Linked DNA regions of Pan troglodytes: region 2 is linked to region 1. A link is a contact called in public Hi-C data. All regions are on one chromosome and are shown on one strand. The core of a region is the stretch at or near the end of the contact, and the rest is flanking DNA. Distances in the headings are between cores, read along the strand shown.

What was found. A called contact is a pair of places that touch in the nucleus more often than the background predicts.
Region 2: a contact with region 1 is called in a Hi-C map of induced pluripotent stem cells, with 3 times the contacts expected there. The contact joins the promoter of LGALS2 here to the enhancer-like site in region 1. A contact is called at or near these places in 3 of 7 Hi-C or Micro-C datasets (blood, induced pluripotent stem cells and stem cell-derived neural progenitor cells) and 1 of 1 other capture datasets (stem cell-derived neural stem cells).

What each region holds. Positions count from the first base shown.
Region 1 is chr23:39,554,153-39,561,359 of NHGRI_mPanTro3-v2.0_pri, forward strand. No RefSeq gene overlaps it. Among named protein-coding and RNA genes, the nearest start is that of CDC42EP1, 16 kb to the right of the region's middle. Within about 2 kb of position 5,604, at least 14 of the 24 cell types and tissues checked have an H3K27ac peak or open chromatin away from gene starts, as enhancers often do. A contact at or near this core is called in induced pluripotent stem cells, stem cell-derived neural progenitor cells and stem cell-derived neural stem cells, where this site is marked.
Region 2 is chr23:39,597,348-39,604,075 of NHGRI_mPanTro3-v2.0_pri, forward strand. LGALS2 (galectin 2) reads right to left here and starts at 1,371. Exons shown (of 5, transcript XM_009438352.3): 1 at 1,286-1,371.

The DNA.
Region 1 (7,207 bases), core at 4,354-6,853:
CAGGCATGCTCCAACCCATGTCTTGGGCAGCCCCTCCCACAGTACCCACCATTCAGCAGTGGCATCAGCTAAAACATCACAAGGCTGACCATACACCAGGTGCTGTCGTAAGCGCTTTACATGTGTTAACCCTTTGGATTCTCATAACAACACCAGGAAAAAGCCACCATTCCTGTGTCCAGCTCACAGATGGGAAAACCAAGGCCCAGATGGGAGAAGAACCATTCAGAAGTGGCAGAAGGAGGCCGGGCACAGTGGCTCACGCCTGTAATCCCAGCACTTTGGGAGGCCGAGGCGGGCGGATCACAAGGTCAGGAGATCGAGACCATCCTGGCTCACACGGTGAAACCCCATCTCTACTAAAAATTCAAAAAATTAGCCAGGCGTGGTGGCAGGCGCCTGTAGTCCCAGCTACTCGGGAGGCTGAGGCAGGAGAATGGCGTGAACCCGGGAGGCGGAGCTTGCAGTGAGCCAAGATCGTGCCACTGCACTCCAGCCTGGGCGACAGAGCAAGACTCTATCTCAAAAAAAAAAAAAAGAAGAAGAAGTGGCAGAAGGAGCCAAACCCAGCCTGCACTGTCAACCCTCCTGGTAGGAGCCTCAGAATTGCTAAACCTCCCCTTACCCACACCAAGCCCGAATGCACCACCCTCTCCTCCGTGGATTCCAAATTTTGTAAACACATCCCTCACTGTGCTGTGCAAGGGTTACCCCGATTACACGGTGGTCTTCCCCTCCCAGAAGCCCCCGGAAAACTTCATTTTACTTGTCTAGGTCCCTGGTAACTGGCACAGTACAGGGGTTTAATAAACGAGAATGAATGAGCTCATGAGCAAATGGTTTCCAGGGAAATTGGGCCCTGGGGATTTCTCACCCTCCTCAAAGAACAAATTATGCAAATTCTCTGGGACCAGGCCCTCTGCTTTCCTCCTCCCCACTAGGTTTCTGGGAGGGTGTCTGGGCTCACCAGAAAGTGCCCCGGGCTCTCTAGTGGCCCGTTTCCTGATTACAAATGAAACTAGGGCTTAAAGCTGGTGAATCACTAGCAACTGCCAGCCAGGGCGTGCTGGGTGTCAGGTGGGGTGGATGGGAGAAGGCAGGCTCACAACCAGACTTCCCTACTACTCCTGCCACCCCCAACTTTGCCATCGCGGCATGACCTCCCCAGCCACTGATGACACTAGCTAGGAAAGAGCCTAGCTTTGGGGGCTAGACAAGCTTGAGCAACTCCTGGACTGTCCACACTCCTATCCCTGAGCCTACCACCCCTGGGTCCCAGGAACCCACAGCCTGAACCATTCGCAAACCTCTTTCCCAAGCCCAGTCTCAGGTAACTCAGGGATGGTATCCAGGGAGGTACTGTATCCCCATTTTAGAGATACAGAAACCAAAGTTCAGGGTGAGGGAACTACCCAAGACCACCCCAAAGAAAGTAAGTAGGGCCTATGAAGTTGAACCCCAGTCTTCTGCCTCTCCAGTGGGGTTTAAAGCAGAACTGGCCTTTTTTTTTTTTTTTTTTTTTTTTTTTTTGAGACTAGGAATTGCCCTGTGGCCCAGGCTGGAGTGCAGTGGTGCAATCATGGCTCACTGCAGCCTCCTCAAACTCCTGGGCTCAGGCGATCCTCCTGCCTCAGCCTCCTGAGTAGCACCACCATGCCCAGCTCATTTTCTTTTCTTTTCTTTTCTTTTTCTTTTTGAGATGGAGTCTCGCTCTGTCACCCAGGCTGGAGTGCAATGGCATGATCTCAGCTCACTGCAACATCCGCTTCCCAGCTTCAAGCAATTCTCCTGCCTCAGCCTCCCAAGGAGCTGGGATTACAGGTACCTGCCACCACACCCTAGAGATGGAGTCTCACTGTGTTCATTAGGCTGGTCTCAAACTCTGGGCCTCAAGCATTCGGCCATTTCTTGATTCAAACGTCACAAACTTAGAGGGCAAAAGAGTGAAAAGTAAGGATCCCAGCTCCTACCCAAGACTCCTGGAGGAATTTCATCAAGTGTTCAAGGACCCTGAGGCAGGTTGGGAAACTGCAAACCAGTGGGTAAGAGCCCATGTCCAGGTGGACGCCTCACAAGTCACAGGGTTTTTGTGATGTTGGGCAAGTTTCTTAGCTTCTGTAGGTCTCAGTTTCCCCATCAGTGAAATGGGAACAAATCTTAGTACCTACTGCAACATAGGATTGTGGTGAGGATGACATGAATCAACACGGATGAGGCTCAGAGCAGTGCCAGGCGGGCAGTACATGCTCAATAAACAGTAGGGTTTTTAAAAGTATTTTGAAAGATTCAGGCCGGGCACGGTGGCTCACGCCTGTAATCCCAGCACTTTGGGAGGCCAAGGTGGACAGATCACCTAAGGTTGGGAGTTCCAGACCAGCCTGACCAACATGGAGAAACCCCGTCTCAACTGAAAATACAAAGAAATTGGCCAGGCGCGGTGGCTCACGCCTGTAATCCCAGCACTTTGGGAGGCCGAGGTGGGTGGATCACCTGAGGTTGGGAGTTCGAGACCAGCCTGACCAACGTGGAGAAACCCCGTCTCTACTAAAAATACAAAATTAGCTGGGCGTGGTGGCACATGCCTGTAATCCCAGCTACTAGGGAGGCTGAGGCAGGAGAATTGCTTGAACCTGGGAGGCGGAGGTTGCAGTGAGCCGAGATCACACCACTGCACTCCAGCCTGGGCAACAAGAGCGAAACTCCATCTCAAAAAAATAAAATAAAATAAAATAAAATAAAAAATTAAAAAAAAACACAAAAAATTAGCCAGGCGTGGTGGCAGATGCCTGTAGTCCCAGCTACTCAGGAGGCTGAGGCAGGAGAATGCCATGAACCCGGGAGGTGGAGCTTGCAGTGAGCCGAGATTGCACCACTGCACTCCAGACGGGGAGAGAGAGCGAGACTCCATCTCAAAAAAAAAAAAAAAAAAAAAAAACTGGCTGGGCGTTGTGGTGCATACCTGTAATCCCAGCTACTCGGGAGGCTGAGGCAGGAGAATCACTTGAACCCGGGAGGCAGAGGTTGCGATGAGCCGAGATAGCACGATTGCGCTCCAGCCTGAGCCAACAAGAGTGAAACTTTGTCTCAAAAGAAGGAAAGAAAGAAAGAAAGGAAGGAAGGAAAGAGACAGAAGGAAGGAAGGAAGGAAGGAAGGAAGGGAGGGAGGGAGGGAGGGAGGGAGGGAGGGAGGAAGGGAGGAAGGAGGAAAGAAGGAAAGAAAAGAAGGAAAGAAAGACTCACTTCCCAAGGAGAAACCATTTGGGTGAGTCCTTGTCATCAGAGAGGAATGCTCCCCATACCTGCCTGGTAGAAGGCTCAGGCCTGGGGCCTCCTTATAAATCCCAAGACCTGTCCCACCCAGACCTGCCCAGTCAGAGACTTGGAGGAGGGGAGCTGATATTTTGGGTTTATTCGTTTTTGTTTTTGTTTTTGAGGCAGAGACTCGCTCTGTCGCCCAGGCTGGAGTGCACTGGTGCAATCTGGGCTCCCTGCAACCTCCACCTCCCGAGTTCAAGCCATTCTCCTGCCTCTGCCTCCCGAGTAGCTGGGACTACAGGCGCACCACCACATCTGGATTTTTTTTTTTAATAGAGACAGGGTTTCACCATGTTGGCCAGGCTAGTCTCAAACTCCTGACCTCAGGAGATCCACCCCCCAACCGTCGGCCTCTCAAAGTGCTGGGATTACAGGCATGAGCCACCGCGCCCGGCCAGAAGCTGATGTTTTGAACCACAGCCCCAGGGAGTTTCTTGGATCAGGCAAGTCTGGGAATCCTAGAGGCTGCGTATCAGGTCCTTCTTTGAAGACTCTTCTGGTGAAACACCTTCCGCCCACCTGTCAACATGTCCTTGGGGTAAAGCCAACTTTCTCTTCCTCTCAAGTAATAATAATGCTTCCTAACTAGAATTGGGCGCACACTAGTGCCAGGTGCTTTCTAAAATATAAATTAATTAATTTCATCCACCAATAGCTCTCTGGGGCAATTATTTTTAGCTCCATCTTACAGAGGGGGAAACTGAGGCCAGGGGCGTTCATAACTCACCCAAGGTTACACAGCTGGAAATTTGGAAGAGCCAAGACTCTCTTCCCCACCACAGAACAGCCTGTGCAAGCCGCCCCAGTGCCCCAGTCAAGCGCCTGGAGGCACCGACCCAGAGCGGGTCTCACAAGGCTGAAAACCTGGGGTCTTCCCAGGGCAGTAGGGCGGCTTCATGGAACTAGAGGCTGTAGTCCCAGTCCCAGTCCCCAGGCCCTTCCCCTCGCCAAGTCTGCATAGCCACATCAAATTGTGGTGGTTCCTTTACCAGGCTCCCCTCTGCCTTCCTGCCTGGGGCAAAAGAGGGCGCTCCAGAGCCACAGAAAGTCCACTGGGACAAATGACCTCATCCTTCCACCACAGCCCTCCACTCCCTAAAACCTCCCCTCCTTCCCTCACCTGTGCCTTTCTCCAACCCTATCATGTCACTAGCACTTCTCTAGAACTGCCATGCCTTTGGCCAGGTTGTTTCCTGGGCCAGGCACACTCTTTCCCAATTTTAGGCTTCTATATTGAGAGGGTGGCCTCCTTCCTCCAGGAAGCCCTCCCTGGCTGCCTCCTCTGAGCTAGCTAGCTCCAATGTGCCCCCACGGCCTCTGGGGGATGACTGCCCCAAGCATCAACCATGTTGTGCCCTAAGGGGCTGGGGTCCGGGAGGGGAGACGAGGACAGGGGTCACCTACCTCCTTTTGGGTTAGGTGAGGGAGGGTGTGGGGGATGGGGCAGGCCTCCCTCTGCCTGGCCTCTTCTGGACCAGCGACCCTGACCCTCAGGCCCTCGGTCAATACCCATTGGGCAACCACAGGATCGATCGGCTGGGGCTGCCTGGAGGGGGAGGTAGGCAGGGTTGTTTGCTTCCCCAGGGGCACCTTTGGCCAGCCCCACCCCTCCGTGGAGGTCTCCCCTGCCGGTCTCAGCCTCTTGACGTCCTCACCCCTCCTCTGGGATTGTGCAGGCAGCAGGGGCGAAAAAGAGGGAGGCAGCAGCAGATGGGGGCTGACCCGGGAGCTGGCTCAACGCCCTGCCCTAGGGATGGAGAGACTGAGGCCGCCAGAGCCTGGTCAAGCCAGAGCTGAAGCCTCCGGCCCCAGCGGGACGGGAAGGAATCTGGTCTCCTCCTTCCTGGCTCCCTCAGCCCCGCCCCCATCAGAGCTGGGGAGGCCCCGGGATGGGAGGAGAGGACTGGGGCGGGGCACCCAGACTTGGAGTGGGGCCTGGAGCCCGGGATGCTTCCTGCGGACCTTCAACTCCCACATTCCAGGCTGTTCCCAAGACTCCTCGCTCCTCCTCCCTTCTCTACCCATCCCGTGTTGCGGGCGGGGGCGCGGGTGTTAGTGGCCCGGGTCTGAGCTAGCTGCCTGGGGCCTGTGGGGGTACTCGGGGGCCCCTCCTAGGGAGGGATTAGATCTACACTAGAGGGGCTGCCCTGGAGGCCTGTCCAAGCACCACCCAAGGGTACTTGTGATTGTCGTAAACAGGAAGCCCCCCTTTCCCCACCGCACCATGTAGACAGGCCCTGTGTGTCCAGACGCTGGGCTCTGGAGGCCGGGGGCTCTTGACCTCCCCGGCTGCGTTTCCTGTTAGCTGAGCCAGAGGAGAAAGAAGGGGACTGAAATGGGCTGGACAGGGGAGGTGCCTGAGGGAGTGAGAGCAGAAGGGGAAAGAGCGGAGGAGTGAAAGGCCAGAGCCGCCTGGCACACAGTAGGTGCTCAATAGTCTGTGGCCTGAGGTTGGGTAAGAAGGGAGGGGCCCCTCTGAGGAGAGCCATACAGTTGCAGGGAAGAGTGGAGGATTCACCCCACTGCCGCCAAGGCCTGGCACATAGTAGGTGCTCAGGAAATATTTGAGATCCATGTTTAGAGTAGGCCGGGAGGAGGCGTTCTTGGAAGAGAGCAGTGTTTCTGGAGGAGAAAATGAGGCCACCCCGGCCTTGCAGCCCGCTGCGGGCTCAGCATTCCCCCACCGTCCCTGTCTGGCCCCCGCCCCGCCCCGTGGCTGCCTGGGCCAGGCCACTGTCTCAAGGCCCTTTATTTTTAAAATCCCTGCGGTGTTCCTGCCCCAAGACTAAGGAGCAGTGCCAGCCAACAGCTCAGCCTGCGGCCTGGGCTCAGGGCCTAAAGGCGCCAGGGGTGGGGCATCCGGCCACCCCACAGCTGCTGGCCCAGCCGGCCTGCCTGAGCAGGGTGAGGAGGCCCCTGGAATGCCCCCACCCTGGGCCCGAGGCATTAGTCCTTAGTCCCTGGTGAAGGGACAGAGGCCCACAAGGGTGGCAGGCAGGCTTTGCATGTTGAATATAGCAGCTTGTTCCTCCCACATCTTCCAAACAAATACGGGCACAGCACCTACTGTGTGTAAGGAGGAGGCGCGAGCTGGACCTCGTGGGGTGACAAAGGGGTGAGACATGCTTTCTCTTTTCCAGGGAGTCAGGGCCTGCAGAGGAAACAGGCATCGCAGTTGTGGGCATTTCTTGAAAGAGCCACGGACTGGAATCTAAGAGGCCTCTGGGCCCCAGTCCTGGCTCCATCCCTTCCCAGCTGTGTGGACTTGGGCAAGGCATTTGGTCTCTCTAAGCTTCTCTACAAAGGAAAACAATCACAGCTACCATGGAAGGCTGCTGTCTGTCACTAGACACAGCGATGAGCAACGCAGTCACCATCCCTGCCCTCACGGAGGTTAATGTCATGGGGGAAGGTGGTCCCCTGAACAAGGTCATGGCAGTCACCAGAGGCACAGAGCAGCAGCACGGAAGGGAGGGTGCTGGGGGGCAGGGGTGGGAGAGAACTTAATTTATGTGTTTTGGTTTTTTGAGACAGAGTTTTCGCTTTTTCTGCCCAGGCTGGAGGCAATGGCATAATTTCAGCTACCGCAACCTCCACCTCCCGGGTTCAAGTGATTCTCCTGCCTCAGCCTCCCGAGTAGCTGGGATTACAGGCACACACCACCACACCCGGCTGACTTTTGTGTTTTTAGTAGAGACAGGGTTTCACCATGTGGGCCAGCCTGGTCTCGAACTCCTGACCTCAGGCGATCTGCCCACCTCAGCCTCCCAAAGTGTTGGGATTACAGGCATGAGCCACCACGCCCAGCCAAGAACTTAGTTTAGATCCCTGGTCCCGTAGGCCCCTGAGGAGGGGACGTTTGAGCCGAGCAGAAAACAGCCTCTCACTTATC
Region 2 (6,728 bases), core at 121-2,620, 39 kb after region 1:
ATAGTGCCACTGCACTCCAGCCTGTGCAACAGAGCAAGAGTCCATCTCAAAAAAAAAAGAAAGAAAGAAAAGAAATGAAAACATTTTGGTGTCATGGGCCTGAGGCATCATGCCTGCTGAGCCTGGTGGTGCACACAGCTTCCCACGGGGCTCCTGCTATTGGGAGACTTTGGTCCTGACATCCCTGAGACCCCTACTGTGTCCTCTGCCGTCCTCCTCCCAAAGAACAAACAGATCAACACCCCGGCAATATCCATTTTAACTCTTGCTTCCCTCTCTGCCGAGCCCTCCCCAGCAGCACACAGAGGGACCGGGAAGACCCTCAGGTACTGGTGGGGTGTGGGAAACACAGAGCTTTCAGCAACAGATAGATAATGTCCAGTCCCGGCTCTGTCACCTACAAGCTAAGTGGTCATGACAGGTTGCTTCAAGCCTCGTTTCTTCATCTGTGAAAGGGAGCTAACAGCACCTTCGTCCCAGGGTGGTTGTGAGAATTTTTTTTAATTTTATTTTATTTTATTTATTTATTTATTTTTTTGAGATGGAGTCTCGCTCTGTCACCCAGGCTGGAGTGCAGTGGCGCGATCTTGGATCACTGCAAGCTCCTCCTCCCGGGTTCTCGCCATTCTCCTGCCTCAGCCTCCCAAGTGGCTGGGACTACAGGTGCCTGCCACCATGCCCGACTAATTTTTTTGTATTTTTAGTAGAGACGGGGTTTCACCGTGTTAGCCAGGGTGGTCTCGATCTCCTGACCTCATGATCTACCCGCCTCGGCCTCCCACAGGGCTGGGATTACAGGTGTGAGCCACTTGCCCAGCCTTAATTTCAATTTAAAAAGTTAACCTATGGGCTGGGCGCGATGGCTCACACCTGTAATCCCAGCTACTCAGGAGGCTGAGGCAGGAGAATTGCTTGAAACTGGGAGGTGGAGGTTGCAGTGAGCCGAGATGATGCCATTGCATTCCAGCCTGGGCGACAGAGCAAGACTCCCAACTAAAATAAATAAATAAATTATATATATGACCATCAGGTCTCCAGGATGTTTAGGCTGCCTGAGGGGGGGTCCCCTGCTCCCGCAGCTCATGAGCTGACCGTCCCTCCTTCAGGGGACTTCCACAGAGCTCTCGCCTCATCCAGCCCAGGGATCTTCCTGTTTAACTTGATGGCCAGGTCCGGGGCCCCTCTCTACACAGCAGCCGCTGGCCATTTCTGGCCACCCATCCCCAGCTAGTGTCCCTCCAGGACAACCCAGGTCCCCTGGAGCTCTGGGGTCTTCCCATCTCACCTGGAATCAGGGTGGGGTCTTGAAGGAGGAAGGAATTTGGAGACTTAGCGGGGAGTGGGCCGAAGCCACCGAGCTTTCTCCCTTTCTCCACTCCTGCCCCCAGTCTTTCCACCAACCACTGGTTCTTTTTAAGATGTAAATGACAACATTCCACTCTCCTGCTTTAAATCCTCCAGGTTTCTCCTTGCACTTACAGCAAAATCCAAACTCCCCTCTCAGCTAACCAGCCCCACACGATCGGGTTTGGTCCACCTCTTAGCCCCGTCTCACGCCACCTGCCCCCTGGCCACACTGACATCTCTATCCCTTGAATTCACCAGGCTCATTCTAGTCTCATGCCTTATGTCCTTGCTGTTCCTTCCACCTGGAATTCTTCCTCAGCTCTTGGCTGGATTGAGCTCCTTATCATGTCAGTTTTAACTCAAAAGGGGGATGGATGGACAGTCGGATGGATGGATGGGTGCTATGATACTATTATTACATAAAATAGGTTTTTCCCATGGTTTCTAACTCATAACTCTCACAGCCTTTGTTAGTCTTTTGTTATAATGTTGGGGTGCTTTAGGCCTCAGGAACAGGCCTCAGAAAACAGAATCTCTCTCTGACCTTTGGCTGTCCTTCCTTACCTGCTCCTTTCTCTCCTCGAGGTAGGAATCTCCCCCTGCCTTTCTTTCTTAGAACAGAAATTCTGGCCAGGCACAGTGGCTCACACCTGTAGTCCCAGCACTTTGGGAGGTTGAGGCAGGCGAATCACTTGAGGTCAGGAGTTCGAGACCAGCCTGGCCAACATGGCGAAACCCTGTCTCTACTAAAAATACAAAATAATTAGCAGGGCGCGGTGATGCGCACCTGTAATCCCAGCTACTCGGGAGGCTGAGGCAGGAGAATCGCTTGAACCTGGGAGGCTGCAGTGAGCCGAGATCGCACCATTGCACTCCAGCCTGGGCAACAAGAGAAATTCTTCCTTAAAGAAATTCTTCCTTAAAGAAATTCCCTGGCAGGGCGTGGTGGCTCACGCCTGTAATCCCAGCACTTTGGGAGGCCGAGGCAGGCGGATCACCTGAGGTCGGGATTTCGAAACCAGCCTGACCAACAAGGAGAAACCCCATCTCTACTAAAAATATAAAATTAGCCAGGCGTAGTGGTGCATGCTTGTAATCCCAGCTGCTCGGGAAGCTGAGGCAGGAGAATTTCTGGAACCCAGGAGGCGGAGATTGCAGTGAGCCGAGATCGCACCATTGCACTCCAGCCTGGGCAACAAGAGCAAAACTCCGTCTCAAAAAAAAAAAAAAAAAAGAAATTCCCTGACCTACCTTGTCATAAGACCCTCATTTCAGAAGGGGTCCTGCTCCATCCCTTGGAGTAAGAAATGCTGCACAGAGAGGCCAAGAAGAATCTGAACAGACGGGCCTTGCGGGGGTTCCACGCTTCGTCTAGTAATATTAGATCAGATCCTTTTTGCCCATTCACAGTTCTACACAGAGGTCAATCATGCCGGCATAATAAAGTCCCCATAAAAGGCCCCAGGGGATTGGGTTTGGGCAGCTTCTGAGATAGCTGAACACATGGCTGTCCTGAAGGATGGTGCTCCCAGGTGGGAGGGGAAGCTCTGCATCTCTTCCCCATAACCCGCCCTAAACATCTCTTCATCTGTATGTTTTATAACATCCTTTATAATAGACCAGTACACACAAATGTTTCCCTGACTTCTGTGAGCACTCTAACAAATTAACTGAACCCAAAGAGGGGTCGTGGGATCCCCAACTTGAAGTCCAGAGGCTCAGACTTGCAACCGGTGTGGAGGGAGAGGGGAGTCAGGGAGAGGGAGCTCAGGAGTTCGAGACCAGCCTGGCCAACATGGTGAAATCCTGTCTCTACTAAAAATACAAAAATTAGCCAAGCGTGGTGGCACACACCTGTAAGCCCAGCTACTCTGGAAGCTGAGAAAGGAGAATTGCTTGAATCCAGGAGGTTGCAGTGAGCCGAGATTGTGCCACTGTACTCCAGCCTGGGTGACAGAGTGAAACTCTGCCTCAAAAAAGGAGAAAAAAGAGGCCTGGCGTGGTGGCCCACACCTGTAATCCCAGCACTTTGGGAGGTTGAGGTGGGTGGCTTACCTGAGGTCAGGAGTTCGAGACCAGCCTGGCCAACATAGAGAAACCCCATCTCTACTAAAAATACAAAAATTAGCTGGGCGTGGTGGTGTGCACCTGTAATCCCAGCTACTCGGGAGGCTGAGGCAGGAGAATCACTTGAACCTGGGAGGCAGCGGCTGCAGTGAGCCGAGATCGGGCCATTGCACTCCAGCCTGGGCAATAGAGTGAGACTGCATCTCAAAAAAAAGAAAAGAAAAAGAAAAAAGATGCATGGTTAAGTGGGTGGATGGGTGAGGAGGTGGAGGGAGGGGTGGGTGCGTGGATGGTGGATCAGCAGGAGGAATTGCTCATCATAGAGCCCCAAAGGGTGGGTATCTTCAGGGCCCCAATCTGGTGTAGCACGGCCCCTCCCTCCATCCCTCCTGCCCCCTCCCTGGCTTATCATCCCAGCCTTTTGAACCAGGAAGCCTCCGTCTCAGGGCCACGCCAACTTATGCACATGTGGTGCTGGGTGGATTTACAGAAAAGATCATCAGGTTCTGTGTCCACCTTCTTATAAGTGGCAAGAAGATTTTCCATCTCTGTGTCTTTAGAAATTGAAGATGTAAACCAAGCTGCTTCTGTGACTTGGGTGGTCCTTGAGTGCTCTTCCTCAGAGAGAGGTGACCTGAGTCCTGAGCGCAGTTCCTTCTCCCTGGCCCAGGCCACACAGTCTTTCCATGGATAGTGGAGCCTTTTTTTTTTTTTTTGAGACAGAGTCTCGCTCTGTTGCCCAGGCTGGACTGCAGTGGTGCAATCTCGGCTCACTGCGACCTCCACCTTCCAGGTTCAAGTGATTCTCCTGCTTCAGCCTCCCAAGTAGCTGGGATTATAGGCACCCGCCATCACGCCCGACTAATTTTTGTATTTGTAGTAGAGACGAGGTTTCACCATGTTGGCCAGGCTTTTCCTGAACTCCTGACCGCAGGTGATCCGCCTGCCTTGGCTTCCCAAGGTGCTGGGATTACAGGCGTGAGCCACAGCGCCTGACCTGAGCCTTCTGCAGCTTAATCACCCAGTCACAGCTGTCCATGCGGGCGGGTACCTGGGGATGGTGAGGAGAGGCTAAAACAACAGAAGCAATGAAGCAACGCTGCTCACCCCAGCATTCCCACCCCACCCCCAGCTTCTGGCAGGATTATATCTGCCAAGGACAGGACTATATCCGCCTCAATCTTTGTGTTTGCCAAGCAGGGAGAGGAGCATTTATCCGTCTCTAATGTGGTAAACAACCAAAGGAGGTCCCCCGCCAAGTGCAGCCCTAGTCGCAGGAGCACACCCACTCCCAAGGCTTCTGATCCACCCTGAGCACCTACGGCCACTGGAAACCCCCACTCTTACTGAAGTCTGTCCCTGGGGGCAATCCCCTTCCGCTCACAGTTGGCCCCAGCTCTGCCCTGGGCCACACAGATTCTGCTGCCATCACTGCTTTTCTGATGATTGCAGTCTCAGGACCATCTGGGCTGCCTCCCCGCAGCACCCCGTACATATACAAGCCTCCTTCCTCAAGGGGAAACACCTATGAGCCCCCAGGGCCTCATCTCCCAGAATCAGAATCCAAAGGATTCCAGAAGCAGCTTGGTTTAAATGGACATTTTCCTGAAGGCCAAAATCAACAGGTACAGGCCTTCAGGGAAATGTCCATTTCAGAAGCTGACCCTTTATTTTTAGGATGGGAGCAGGACCTAGGTGCCGTAATACCCTTGCAGGTCAAGTTCACAACCCCCGAGACCCACCAACCAGAGCGGTCATGAATTCTCCCCTAATTCCCAGAGCCCCTGGGGAGACCATGGGCTGCAGGAGAGCAGATGAGACTGTGGCTGGGTGTCCAGAGCTGCTGCCTGCTCCGGCACCTTCATGGAATGGCATTGGCCTCAAGTCCTCGCTGCCTCTTACTGGCTGTGTGACCTTGGGCAGGCCAGGTAGCCTCAGCTTCCTAGAGAATGTATGTAATGGGCTTGGCACACAAAATATGGCACATAGTAGGTACTCAACTATTATTATTCTGTATTTAATAGCTAATTGGCTGGCATTTGCTCAGCACTCTGCATACATTGGGCCATTTCGAGGTCTCTCGCCTGCATCTTAGTTTGCTAATTAGGTGCTTATCTGGGACCTTCCTGGAGCAGGCATTCTCTGCTCCATTCTCTCCTCTGTACGCATGACAGCCCCAACCCTTGTTCCCCCAGCAGGAGCAAAGGGGATTGGATATGATGACCTCCAGCTCAATGTCTAAGGATCTCTGGGTTTCAGTTTCCCCCTCGGCCAGCTCCTCCTGCCCCTACCAGCCACCTCCCAAGCTGGGGGTTTCACTGGCCCACCTTTGTTCCCTGCAGAATCCTAGAGTCCTCCAGCCCTTCCCTCTCTGGCCTTCACACTCCACATCCTCAGCCCAGCACAGGAGCCAATTTTGCAAAGAGGTAAAGAGACCTCACCACTGCTTCACCAGTCTGTCCATTTCCTAGCAAGCAACTGACACTTGTTTGGTTTTATAAATTAAGGTTTCGATTCTTGGCCAGGCGCGATGCCTCACACCTGTAATCCCAGCACTTTGGGAGGGCAAGGGTGGTGGATTACCTGAGGTTAGGAGTTCAAGATCAGCTCTGCCAACATGGTGAAACCCCATCTCTACTAAAAATACAAAAATTAACCGGGCATGGTGGCTCATGCCTGTAATCCCAGCCACTCAGGAGGCTGAGGCACAAGAATCATTTGAACCCAGGAGGTAGAGGTTGCAGTGAGCCAAGATGGCACCACTGCACTCCATCCAGCCTAGGAGACAAAGCAAGACTCCTTCTCAAAAAAAAAAAAAAAAAAAAAAACAGTTTCAATTCTTGTATAATATGTTGCTAGTGGGAATGTAAAATGTTGCAGCTGCTATGATAAATAGTTTGGCAGTTCCTCAAAAAGCTAAACATGGAATTACCCTGTGATCTAGCAATTCTACTCCCAAGTATGGACATACCCAAAGGAATCGAAAGCAGGAACTCAAACTAAGATTTGTAAACCAATGTTCATAGCAACATTATTCATCAGACCAAACGTGGAAATACCCAAGCATCTACCAACAGATGAGCTAACGGCCCGGCGCGGTGGCTCATGCCTGTAATCCTAGCACTTTGGGAGGCTGAGGCAGGAGGATCACGAGGTCAGGAGATCAAGACCATCCTGGCTAACACGGTGAAACCCTGTCTCTACTAAAAAATACAAAAAATTAGCCGGGCGTGGTTGCGGGCGCCTGTAGTCCCAGCTACTCGGGAGGCTGAGGCAGAAGAATGGCATGAACCTGGGAGGCAGAAGTTGCAGTG